2 separate regions of the Mus musculus genome follow, and region 2 is linked to region 1. The links are chromatin contacts, called in public promoter capture Hi-C maps. All regions are on one chromosome and are shown on one strand. The core of a region is the stretch at or near the end of the contact, and the rest is flanking DNA. Distances in the headings are between cores, read along the strand shown.

Region 1 (6,742 bases), core at 2,177-4,676:
ACTACCCAGGTCTGTCTTTTTGTGAAATATATAATATGCCCAAAGTATTTCTTCTCCTTTGACTCAATTTTTTTGTTAGTCATGGAGTTCCGTTTGGCAGGAAGTTGTTTGGGGTCAAGAGGTGGACAAGGTGACTTACACAATTTTCTTCTCAATTGTGCGGTCCCAGTAAGCCTGTGTACTGTGCCATGGCTTTATTAAAGTGTTTCTCCACATAGAAAGTGTGCCCAGATAGTCAGTATTGACCCCATTCCTTCTTCTCCTTGCGCAGGTAGCCACTGTATTTATCTTTTGGCAGACCTCCGTCCCCCTTCCCCTGCAAAAAATCAGCCTCTTTAGTAATGGGTCAAAATCAGTGAGAAGAAGTTGAGAGAAAATTTTATAATCAGAAACTTACGGCCCTATTCAGAAATTTAAACAGTTTTGCATCTGGATATTTTTTCTTCTATATTTTAATGTTGAGTACTGGTTATTTCTGGGGCCAGGAAGTGGTGGCGCACGCCTTTAATTCCAGCAGAGGCAGAGGCAGGCGGATTTCTGAGTTTGAGGCCAGCCTGGTCTACAGAGTGAGTTCCAGGACTGCCAGGGATACACAGAGAAACCCTGTCTTGGGGGGGAAAAAAAAGACGACGGCTTTTCTGTTAAAAATTGTAAATGTTTGCAATCCTAGACTAAGGGGACACAGACAATGGATTATTACGCTTTGTCACAGTCTGCTAGCGTGTGTTGTAATGTGACTGTGGCTTGTTGACAAGGGACCACTGGATGGTAGGATTTCAGTGGTGGGCAGGATTAGCACTGCCAGCCTCCCTTACCCAGCTGACTCCTTCACCTGTGATAAACATTCTGTCACTTCAAATGGCAGTCCTTTACATTTTAGCTAATGAATGGAATTTATTTAAATAGGATTATTGATTAGATTATCTTGGTTTTTTTATCCTGTTGTGTTTGGTGTAGATAAACAAGGGGCTGAGGTAATACTGAAGGATGTAAAGATGGCAGAAGCATTTTTAGAATCTTTCCATAAAAGTAATTTGAGAAATAATGAATTTTTTTGAGAGAAAAATCAACTTTGAGAGAGATTCTACTTTTCTTGAATACTATTTAACTATTTGTGGCATGGCTCAGTGGTTAAGAGCCCTGACTGCTCTTCCAGAGGCCCCGAGTTCAATTCCCAGCAACCATATGGTGACTCACAACCATCTATAATGGGATCCGATGCCCTCTTCTGGTGTGTCTGAGGACAGCTACAGGGTACTCATATAAATAAAATAAATAAATATTAAGAAAAAGAAAAAGAGGATGGATTCACGTGCTGGGTGGAGAATGAGAGGCCCCAGTGCTAAGTGAGGCACTGACTAATAACCTTTCTCCCCTCATCCCCTACGCGTAGATAAGCTCTTGTTCATAAGGTAAAGTTAGTGTTGTAGTTTATTTAAAAACAGCAAGAAGACTGTTACTTTATTCTTTCTGCTTCTAAATTAGCACCCTGTCTGAGTTCTCCTTCAATCAGGGATTTCCTAATGTTTCCATACTTTTCCTTGGGGAGTCCATACTTATGTGTGTAGCAAGCAGGGTGGGCCAGGGTTCTAGCTCCAGAATTTGCTGTGTAGACTAGGCTGTCCTCCAGTTAATTATCCTCCTGCCTGAACCTCCCAAGCTCACACACACACACACACACACACACACACACACACACACACACACAGAGAGAGAGAGAGAGAGAGAGAGAAAGAGAGAGAACAAGAGCTAACTTTTCTTCATGGCAAGAAAGATGATTGCTAGAAGGCTGAGGCTGTGGTGACCCTCCAGCAGTGTCAGCAGTTGAGGATGATCCCAGGTCCTGAGTCTGTATCCATCATAAACCATGAAGGATGATACTGTCTCTTTGAGCAGGGTGTACTGTAGCCCACGTGGGCTTGGAGCCAGATCTTTGTCCTTTTCTTCATCAACTCTGATAATCATGAAGCAATGCCTATGTTTGCTAGACATTGTTGTCTTTGCCCTTCCTTCATTTTAAGTTTAGCTTCTAGCTAAGGATTATTTCTTTGGTGTATTTCTGGTATTCAAGCTGCTGCATTCTATTTTCTCCAAAGCCAGTTCTTACTGTTTTTATAGCTCCTTAAAATGTCCTTGTGAGGCTGTGTAGTGCGCTTCCCTTTGGAGTACCGCTGGCAAGCAGCAGGAATCTCAGAAGAGCCGGTGTCTGAAGTGCTTTTGAAGGCAAATGGAATTTGAGTATGGATTTTGAGAATGGGTAGGGATTTGATAGGAGAAATTGAGGTAGAGAGAATGGCATGACAAAGGTATGAAAATGGGGTGCACAGTGTGTTCGGGGTCCAAGATGTGCTGGGATGTAGTAGGAGTGCAGACTGCTGCCGTGCTAATGTAGTGAGTGCCGTTGGAGAGAGAGAGGAAGGCAGGATTGTGAAATCTAGTCCAGGTTAGGTAGTAAGACAGCTATGCTCACTGCAGGTCCTGCCTCATTAGGCCTTTTACGGAAAAGTCTCATTTGATTTTTACAAGCAACAGTTTTGTGTGGTGGATAGTCTCAGAAGACTCGATTTGGGGACTTAAAGGAACTCATATCTCTTTAAAAGTTGGCTGTCATCCTAGCTAGCTCTGTCTAATCAGTATCGGCATCCTGACCTCGGGACTTTACAGACAAACTTTAAACAATCTTAGACTTGTCCTTGTAATAATATTGGATTGTTTTATTAGCAGAGAACATGATTATTAGTATGTCAGGTTTCAGAAGAACCTCAGCCGTAAATCCATCATTATGGTAGCATGAACCAAAAGCCTGAAAAAGAAGATTCCATTTACTCTGCTGTCTGAGGCTCTGTATATGCTGAGCAAGTGCTGTATACCCCCAGCCTGTGAAGATCTTGAAAGCAAAGTTAAGGGATGGTGGTTTTACTCAGTGGTAGGTTCATTGTAAGTAATAAACCCAGGATCAGTGTCTAGAACCAGTTTTTGTTTGTTGTTTTAAAGTCTGTGTATCAGATGTTCAGTGCTTTGTGTGGAACTACACCGTTTACACATTAGTAAGAATGTGCTTTTACAAGAGCTTTGACTGACTCTTAGTAATTGTCTAGTGAAGTCTTGTACAAATAAGCTAAGGCCAGGTGCGATCAAATGCAGCCTAGAATTGGATGAACAAGACACTAACTGCAGTTTCTCAGTTAAACTGCTAGGACCAGCCTGGAATGCTCTGTCACCAAGCTGTTAATTCCAGTGTTTTTAAAATTCATAGCACACAAGTCGCTTACTGGTTATGAAGCTGGGTTGCCTAAAGCTCTGGTCATCGTTGGCTGAGAGAGACCAAATCTCTGGGGAGTTTTCTTTTGCAGAATGCACATGCCAACCCTTCCCTGAAAACCACTTAGTCAGAGAGGCCATCAAAGCAAGAGTGTTTAGTTAGTAAGCACAGCCCTGCACTTCCAACAATGTGCAAACTGTCTCTGCACCTTAGAGACAGGTGTGTGGAGAGTGTGCTACCTGCCTGCCTGGTGATAGAGCATCAGAGGTGCTCCCCACTGCTCACTGCAGAGCTTACAGTGTGCATCCTTAAAATTGGTCACCGAAAGGTAAGCTTATGAAACCATAGCTTTGTTTAAAAAAAAGATTTTATTTATTTTATATATGTGAGTACACTGTAGCTGTCTTCAGACACACCAGAAGAGGGCATCAGACTCCATTAGAGATGGTTGTGAGCCATCATGTGGTTGCTGGGAATTGAACTCAGGCCCCCTGGAAGAGCAGCAGTAACCTCTGAGCCATCTCTCCAGCCCGAAGCCATAGGTTTTATAGTCTTGGGTTTTTTTTAGAGATAATTCCCCCTTTCACCAACTGTAGAGGGTCTGAGGTAGTTTTGTGTTAGCTTACTAGCATTTTCATGAGTTGTGGTAATGAGACACAGGGTCAACACTGTTGTGCCAGTTTCCAGCCATGAGGTGACAGCAACACTACCCCTGTAACACATGACAGTGCTGTACCCCTATAACACATTGTACCACTACAATACATATTACTCAGGAATAACTTGAGTGTGGGGAGCTTGCATTCTGGCTCTGCAGCGGCACTGTAATTTCCAGTGTTGTTGCTGTCTGACTACCTGACAAGGCAGACTTGAACACAGAGCATCAGTACCTGGCTTTCAGGGCATGGAGAAAGGTGGGACCAGTATATGTTTGTTTTCCAGGAAGCATCTTATTATGACAAATAAACCAAGTCATCTTTTTTTCCTTTTAGTCTATATGAAATAATACGAAGAAAATCTTTTTAAAAACTTTTTTAAAGGCAGGGCCTCTTTCTTCCTCAGGCTGACTTGGAACTCATTCTTTAGCTCCCGCGGGCCTCCAGCGCACATCGTCTTCCTGCCTTATCCCCACAAGTGCCATATTTTAGAAAGTTTTTAAACAAGATGTCAAGAGCTGGGCCTAGTGGAGCAGGCCAATAATCTGAGCTGGGGGGTGAGGGTGGGGGACTCGGGCAGGTGGATGGCAAGTTCCAGACCAGCCTGCACAGCCTGTATGAGACATTGCCTTACTTAAATTAGCCAGAAGAAGGCTGGGGATGCAGCTCAGGGGCAGAGCCCTTGCTCTGTGGTTCAGTCCCTAGTAACCCTTGACCCCAAGTCACTTCTGTGCTCTTTTTATTTTTATTTTTAGATTTATTTTCTGTGTATGAGTATTTTGTACCATGTGTGTGCCTGGTGCCTACAGAGAGAGGTCAAAAGAGGGCACTAGACACCCCCAGACGTAGAGTTACTGCTGGTTGTGAGCTGCCATGTGATTGCTAGGACTTGAACCAGGGTCTTTGGGGAGAGTATCCAGAGTTCTTAACCATTTACCTGTCTTTCTGGCTCCACTGGTGTACTTTTTTGTTCGTTCCAGAAATTTTCTGTTTGTACATTACACGTCCAGATAACATGGAAGTTAATTTTTTCTCTTTCCCCTGGAAATTGCTGTGTAGATTAGGCTAGTCTCAAACTTGTGGAGGTTCTCTGCCTTCATAGCATTCAAATTACAGATCTGTGCCCCATGCCTGACTAATTCGTTTAGTTTTGGTGGAGTATTCTGCTGACTGAATTTCTATCCAGGACCTGGGATTTAGCCAGAACACTTACCCTTGTGTTATTTTAATTCCAGCAAGTATCAGCTGTCAAGTTCCAGATACTATGTGCTGTCTCCATAGCTGGGTGGGAAAGGCTGCATGCTCCTGTACTCTGACTCAATACACACTAGATGTACTTTAATTTTTTTTTTTTTAGTGTTGGAAGATAATTTCATCAGCGATATAACAGGTTGGACGTCTAACATAAAATATGAGACAGAGTTGACCATGAAACTTTTTGTAGAAGTATTTTAGTTATTATAAAGCAAACAAAAAGGAAATATCAGTTAAATGAAACTGTCTATTTGCAGACCTGGGTCTGGTGAACAGTGTTATGTTAACAAAAGAATATAAACAGTTGTTACAGTGTGAACATTGTAGTGATTATGTAAGCTCACATGTTTAAATGGTGCTTATTGATACTAATGCAGTGTCAAGACACTGGAAAGTCATTTCCAGATAGTTCAAACAAAAAGAATTATGAGTGTAAGGAGAGGCACAAAAGTGGCAGAGCATTAGCAATTGGGGGCACTATTGTTCCTATTGAGACTGGATGATCCAGATGTTCTACATGAACGAGCTATTTCATTGTGCCTCTTTGCCCCTAACTTTTATTTTAGGTGTGAAAAGTTTCAAAACAAAAGTTGGAGGGGAAGAAGTAGCCTCTTGTCTTCCCAGCAGAAGTTCCTGGAGGTGCATCCCTCTATCTCTGCTGTAGGAAATGATCTGTGTAGTTTCAAAGGAGCAGGTTGTGTTGAGTTGAGCATCTGATGACGCTGTGAATTGGGTCTGCTGGGCAGTGGGAAGACAGGCATAGACTGGGAAACCTGAGTGAAGCCATCTCATTAGTCCATGTTTCCGGATTATCTGTCAGACTTCAGTAGTGGACTGCTCACACTTGTTCTTTTGTACAGACTGGAAGGCGTGTGAGGATATGTGCACACTCTCTGACAGCCCTCACCCCAGCCACAGGGCTTTCAGTGCTGCCAAAGGTTGGTCCTGCAACCTGTTAGTAAGGGATTGTTTCTGCTTTGTAACTCTCTGTGCACACCTGGATTGATTTAGAGTTCTGTTAAGGCTCTTGAGTTGGGATTTTAAGATGAAACATTTCTTTGAAAATAGTTGTCTCCTTGCCTGTTATTAATATATTTATTGTTAATATGCTCACCAGGTTTAATAAAGCAAAATTCAGTTATCAACTAGCATATGAATAACTCTTCATGCAGTAATGCTGGTAGTGCTGGTTCCATCTTCCCTTAAGCAGTCACTGTGCGCTGAGCCGTCACTTTCGCAGTTTGTGGTGAAGACTTCAAAACCAGCACACATTTCTTCTTTCTTCTTCACAAGTTTATGGATTTGTTATTCCTGTAGATTTACCAATCTTAGTTCATGTTTCCCTTTCCTCATTAAATGAGAACTCTACCTGAATTGTTGAAAGAAAGCCATTTTAATGTTTTCATTGACAATTCTGAATCTTCAGTGTTACTATCAGGTTTGATAAAGTAGGATTACCAAGGTATAAGCACCAGTGTGACACCATGTGGATCTGGTGACCAAGGCAGCTACAGAGTCATAGTGGGCAGGCAGCACACAGTGTGGACACTGCTGAGTCACTTAGGGGGCA
Region 2 (6,709 bases), core at 2,933-5,432, 160 kb before region 1:
AGCCCATAACTCAGTAGGTTAGCGCACTGTCATTAACCTCAACTTTACCTATACACATTTGCATTTAAAGCTCATTAGAAACACAGGCACTGCTTATCTTCCATGTGTATAAGCTAGATCCACATGGCTGAGAAAATGGTCACAAACGCCAAAAGTTCACAGAACAGAAATGAGCATTAAACAGGAAATGTGTTGGTATGAAGTAGGCTTTCATAGATGAAAATTTAATAGTGTTAATTTGTAATTTTTAAAGCGTATGTTTCCCATAAATGAGTCTGATTAGAAATTAAGTATCAACTGGTTTTTGTTTTGAAAGTTCTGTATCTCTGGGTAGGCACTATTGCATGAACTCTTTAGAAAAGCAGATGTGGTTTGTTTCTTTGTAAATAAAGAGCATGAGCGTGCAATGGCTGCCGAGTGTGTGCTTTCTTGTGCAGCAGTGACCCTTGCAGTGTGTTCATGGCTATAACGTGTTCTTTGTCTCTCACCTATGCACTTAAGCAACTAAACTCCGCCCGCCCTGAAGGAGATAACATTATGGTAAATTTCTCTTACATGCTCAACTTCCTGCATGTAAAATGGCTGAAGGTTTGTTGGCCTACTGTGTTTTCTACATCTTACATAAAATGCCTTCTCTTGCTACTAGCTGCATGTCTAAATAGCTGAAGTCAAGCATTGCTTGTGTCTAGGCATTGAAAATGCCAGTCGGAAGGACAGCTAGCACATTATAACAGCCAAATGTATTGCCAAACACAGATTGCAAAACCATGCGTCTATAATGCACTTTTTCATCTAGTCTTAGATGTTCATGTAGTGTTAATTTAGGCTGAAATTTCACAATTACTTTTAGCGATGAAAATTAACACAATTTACATTACTTAAAAAACATGAAAGTATACAAAGTGACTTTGGGGTTTTTTGTCTTTTGGTTTTTGGTTTTGTTTAGTAACTTCATTCTTTACTGTATTACTATTGAAATTCAACATAGAATTATTGTTTCTGCCATTCCTGGATGACACAAATTCCAGTGGCCAGGCCTATTCCATATCCAGTGCTAATAACTCACTTAAAGTTTCAGGATGGCGATAGCCTGGAATACGATAATGAAAATTGTTTATAATAGTTAACATTCAGACAAATTGAGCTCAAATTGAAAACATTTTTGAGATACTGAGTTTTGTTTACTGTAATGAAGTAAAATTGTGTGAATATAGACACAGTTGGTTCATGTTGGTTTATAGCAATTGGTAGTCCTTGCGGCTGGATACATGTCTCAACCAGAACAGTGCTCAGAACAGGAACTGGGCTTGGACGCCCCAGCACCTACATAAGAGCCAGGCATTGCAGTACCTATCAGTAACCTCCGCCCTGGAGGCAGAGGTAGGAGCCGAGGCTCCCCGGAGCAGGGGGCTAAGCGCCAGCTTCAGTGACAGACCTAACCCAAGAATAAGGCGAAGAGCATCAAGGAAGTCACTCTCCGTAGTCAATCTCTGCCCTCTACATCTCTGCACCAACACACATATACACATACGCACACATACACGCCTGCACGCACAAATGAGTACATATACTGACACACAAAAATTTTTTTTGAAATTATATTCTAAATAAATTATTCCCACTAAAAGTGGCAAGAAATAATAGTCTACTTACTTAATAATTAATGGATCCTTGATTGATTACTTTTAGTCTTTTAGCACTGAGCTAAAAGCAGGAAAAAAAAAACCTGATGTTTTGGTACTAACTGTTGCTTCTACCTATTAGTTTTTGAAGCCCTGGCAAAATTATAGTTTTCTTTAGATAGCAAGAGAATGCATTTATTTATTTCCATTGTCTTATCTGTAGGTAACAGAGAAGGGTGAGACTATTCCAGTCATTTTTTAATTTTATGTAAATCATAGGTTTCCTTTTGTCCGTGGTAAAAATACCTAAACAATTAGCAAGACTTTGTTCAATTTATTAAAAACATTTGTATTACAGCTGTTTCTGGTCTATTTACAATAAGATATTTAACTGTCAATCTTAAATGTATTATATTTCAAAGTGCTTGTTTCTCCCAAAATATCATTGTATCAGTATTCAGTGTCCATATATCCTTGATTTATTTTTTACTTCCTAAAATTTTAGAATTTATTCCTCAAAGAGAAGTTAGAAATCATATAGTTCCGACTTTTCATTTTGCACGAGACTGTAGGTTCTCTATGATAGGTCAGATTTCTCCATTTGAGGAAGCTGCTTTTCTTATTTGTAGAGTTATATGATTGTTAAGTTGGTAGTGTTGATACATATAGAAGGCAGACTTCATGATATACTCAGCTATACTGATTTAGATTACTACTGTGTTAGTTTGTAAGGGAGAGAATATGCCATTTAAATTAAAGCACATTTTTCTGTACTAAGTTGTAGGAAATGTTCAATTCCAACTTTATTTCATGCTGTATATTTCTCTCTAATTTTTAATGCTGGCTAGATTTGGGCAGAGGAAGTGACAAAAGTAAGTAAACCTTAAACGCCTGGATCAGGAACCAAATGTCATTGTCATTGAGTTAATAGACACTAGATGAGCAGATGAGCACCGGCCTGGAGCCACTCATCACTGTGACCTGTGTTACAAACGTGGGAATTACGGAATTATCGAGTGTGCTACTAACAGCAGTTCCGTACAGCACTAGAATTAGGCCAACATGAGGAGTCCTAGACAAGAGCTAAGCAAGTGCTATTCATACAGTGCCTTCCTAGAAGACAGGTGAAGTACTTGAGTTATTTATTGATAGTTATTTTTCAATGATATCTTAAATGTAAAGATAATAAATATTGTGGCCCCTTGTCTTCAGAGACCTGGGTTCGAGGAAACTAATGGTGGTCTCTTGAGCACCAAACTGACTTTTTCTGTCACTTTTGTAGGAATAGCCATAAAATGTGTAGTTTAAGGCTGTATATATACAGCATAGCAAATATTTTATTTATAGTTAACTTCATAACTACAGATATCCATCATTATACTATGTGACAATTGGGTCTTTTAATTTTCGTCCTTCCCTTTAGTGTAATACTGTTGCTTGTAAAAGTGTCTCTCTGCCTGTGGTCAGCTGTCCTTCTGCCTGTGGTCAGCTGTCCCTCTGCCTGTGGTCAGCTGTCCTTCTGCCTCTGTTACTGTCTTTTACTTTCTCTTGGCTGGGAAATCAAGTTATAACTCAATAATTTAAAGAAGAAAATGATAGTAGTGTAGATTGACTTGGAATGTTATTGGGGTCTTCAGACATTTGTCATGGGCTCCCCCCATTTACTTGCAGGCCTACCAAAGTCTGCATTCCAAACGAGGGTGTTAGCAAAGAGGACACGTGGGAACTGTGGCCTCAGACACTTAGATAGCTTGATAAGCCTTACTGGTATCACGTATAAAACTACAGACTCTACAGTGTGTTCCAGGCATCGTTTCTAGAACTATTGGCTGTGTGGTTTGTCAGTACAATAACTGTGGTCCACCCTGGCTCCTCATTGTTTTTGAACCTCTGACATGAAAAGAAGGCAAAACAATGTGTGAGAGAATATAAGCTGAACCATAAAAGCAAGATAAAAATACCATGGCCAAAAGCAACGTGAAGTAGAAAGTTAACATTGGCTTGGGGTTCTAGAGGGAGAGTCTGTCATAGCAGGGAAGACATGACATGGCAACAGGAGCAGGAAGCCAGCTGGTCACATTTCCATCTGTCATAGGAAGCAGAGAGAGAGAGCAGAAGGGTTAAGGTTAGGGTTAGGGTCTTGGATAGGATCCTAGAGCAACTGATCCTGTACTCGATTGTTAACTGGTTCATGGGCCACTTCTGTTACAAGGATCACCAAGGTAAAGACGGCTATGGAAGGAGACGGTCTGACCTTGCCTTATGACATGTGGGAATGGTGTTGATTGTCTGCGTATGATTGATTATTTATGGTAGAATCTGTCACCTGCAGTCATTTCCAGTTGTGGGATTAATCTCTGAAGATTTATTTTTTTCCTCCTCACTTTACTACGAACTACTTCTAACCACTTTGGATCTGTAATGCCAGTATTTAGGATATTTAGATATTGTTGCTTTCTCTGTGAACTGTTTTGTTCCAGCACTAAACAGAAGTCAGTACTACTTCTCATTTCCAAAGTCAGCAACTTCATCTTGGGAACTGGAGAAAAGCCCCAGTGAGGGTATTTATATCACGTAGATCAGGAGGTTAGAGCACTTCCTTTTTCCTTTGAAAAGAAAAGGGTGTACTCAAGACCAACTCTAACTGGCAGAAAAACTCCAATCTTAATGATGCTAATGACTGAACCCTATTATGCATAACTTAGGGAGAAATCGTAAAAGAAAGTTAGGGTATAGGACCAAGAATCCCATGAAGGAAGCCAAGAGCCTGTCTTAGTAACAAGTGTTGAGTAACGAAACACAGAGGTGGGAAGCCTGTGGCTTTACTCTTTAACCTTCTATTTGAACTTGAAGACTACTGTTAAAGTGCCAAAGAAAAGCACACAGTAATAATTTGGAGTTTTAAACATAATACTGCTTTATACTTATAAAATGTGGTACTCTTATGATTTTGTAAAATACTCAATTCAGCAAAATACTAGAAAAGGTACAAAGATATCTTGACAGTCATAATGTGTCCAACTAATGCTTTGGCATGGGTCGAGTGCTGATAAAGGATGGGTTGTGTCAGTTGTGTTTGGTGACACAGGTAGGTCTAGAAACTCAAAAACAGTTAAGACATACACAAAAGAGTTGGTGTATCATCAGACTCTAATTTGGAGTATATTGGGAATTTCTTTCTTTTCTTTTTTTCATTTTGGTATATGTAAAGTGGACTGAGTCTTCTATTGAGAGCCTAACAGTATGTTATAATTTCAGTCTGAACAGGAATTGAGAATAACTCAAAGTGAATTTGATCGTCAGGCAGAGATTACCCGACTCCTGCTTGAGGGAATCAGCAGTACACACGTGAGTGTTACATCATTGCCCCAAAAAAAAAAAAAAAAAAAAAAAAAAAAAAAAAACGCTGAGACAACCCCAGGCAGCTAAGGAGGAGCATGTGCAGGCGAGAGCTTCCTGTGGCATTTACCTCTCAAGGAAAGCTGAAGAGAGTTTACAAGGATCTGAAGAAATGTGTTCATTTTCTCTCACATCTCACCACACATTTTACACATTGCATAAATTTTCCTGCTGGTTTCTATTGGCTAAACAAAGTTTGTCAACATATTGTTCACCAGTAATTCATCTTAGTAAGTCTGATAGGAGTACCCCAGTAATAAGCTTTACAGTAGGTTGCCACCGCTGATTCTCCCTTGTGACAGTGTTAGCCTTTGTTCCCCTTGGCTTGTAGCACTTGAACTTCTGAGAATGACCGTAACTTTTCCATTGCAGGCCCATCATCTCCGCTGTCTGAATGACTTTGTAGAAGCCCAGATGACTTACTATGCACAGTGTTACCAGTATATGCTAGACCTACAGAAGCAACTGGGAAGGTAGTGTCTCCCTTTCTATGTGAAAGTCATGATAGGGGGAATAGGCTCAGTGGGGAGCACTGGCTGGGCACACACCGCAGCATGGATCTGTTACTGCAACACCAAGCTGGGAAGCGAAGCAAGAGAGTCCACTTCCCAGGCCAGCCAGCAGGGTCAGGAGGGAGGGCAGCGGGAAGTGGACTGAATGAAGCAAGCATGACACCTGTTGTACTAAAACTCTACTCTGCTCACTAACAACAACAACAAAAGACATCATTTGTTTAAGTCCTGATGAAAGACGGTCAAATTTTTTTTATATGTGAGGGCTGGTGACATGGCTCAGTGTGTAAAGGCTCTTGCTACCAAGCCTAATGACCTGAGTTCAATTCCCAGGACCCACTTGGAAAAGGAGAGAACTCCTAAAAGGTATCCTCTGAGCTCCACATGACCTCTACATGCCCACCACATGCCCACCATGGCACATACACACATACCACAGAAAATAAATGAAATTTAATTTTAAATATTTAAGTTTTTTATGTATAATCCAACAGCAGGAATGAAATTTTCTAGAACAGTTAAAGATTCTGTTAGCTTGCATACAGTTGCCTTTTTTGTTATTATCAGACTTCTGAGGTAACATCTTTAGCATTTCTAGCACAAAATGATGTTACCTGAAAAAGATACTGAGGCTTAACCTCTCTCTTACTACTGAATACTTTTGCTGTTTGTTGAGGAAGATAGACATGGCTACATTAACACTTTATTCTTAAAGGTAAGTTAATTCATGTTTGTTAATTTTGGAATAGTCCGAAGACCCCACGCCCCTTACATAATTATTTTGAATATGGTAATATACTTTAAAGCAAAATGATATATAAAGCACATAACTGAATCATTTAACTATTAAATATTTATAGAATCCCTGCCTTAGGTCGCAAATGTATTCTGGACTTACATCAGCAAACAAGCCAGGGTACTTGCCTTGGGGAAGCTTATATGTAAGGTGACATTTTAACAATGTATGTAGGATCTAAGAGTATCTGCCATGGATAGACCAGCCACGTAAAGTGGTAGAAGGAGCAGGGTGCAGTGAGGACATCTAATTATGGCCCGGCTGACTCCAGATGAGTTTCCCAGCTGGAGTTATTTTAGTGAGAGTCATATAGATGCACAAGGCACGGATAAATGTTACAGGCAGACAGGATACAGGAGAGATGAGAGAAGCAGCGAGGG

The links. Capture Hi-C pulls out chosen DNA fragments and counts their contacts.
Region 2: a contact with region 1 is called in a promoter capture Hi-C map of adipose tissue. The contact joins two enhancer-like sites. A contact is called at or near these places in 1 of 15 datasets of contacts at CTCF or cohesin (the G1E-ER4 cell line), 4 of 484 Hi-C or Micro-C datasets (the G1E-ER4 cell line, adipose-derived mesenchymal stem cells, brown adipocytes and 1 more) and 3 of 9 other capture datasets (adipose tissue, liver and pancreatic islet).

What each region holds. Positions count from the first base shown.
Region 1 is chr3:144,537,650-144,544,391 of GRCm38.p6, reverse strand. All of the region lies in intron 1 of Hs2st1 (heparan sulfate 2-O-sulfotransferase 1), which reads left to right. It overlaps Gm46829 (a long non-coding RNA gene), which reads left to right. Exons shown (of 2, transcript XR_001784021.2): 2 at 1-3,626. Among named protein-coding and RNA genes, the nearest start is that of Gm43560, 6.1 kb to the right of the region's middle. Within about 2 kb of position 3,426, at least 12 of the 459 cell types and tissues checked have an H3K27ac peak or open chromatin away from gene starts, as enhancers often do. A contact at or near this core is called in adipose tissue, where this site is marked.
Region 2 is chr3:144,695,639-144,702,347 of GRCm38.p6, reverse strand. Sh3glb1 (SH3-domain GRB2-like B1 (endophilin)) reads left to right here. Exons shown (of 9, transcript NM_019464.3): 6 at 4,881-4,970; 7 at 5,394-5,494. Among named protein-coding and RNA genes, the nearest start is that of Sh3glb1, 21 kb to the left of the region's middle. Within about 2 kb of position 4,182, at least 60 of the 459 cell types and tissues checked have an H3K27ac peak or open chromatin away from gene starts, as enhancers often do. A contact at or near this core is called in adipose tissue, where this site is marked.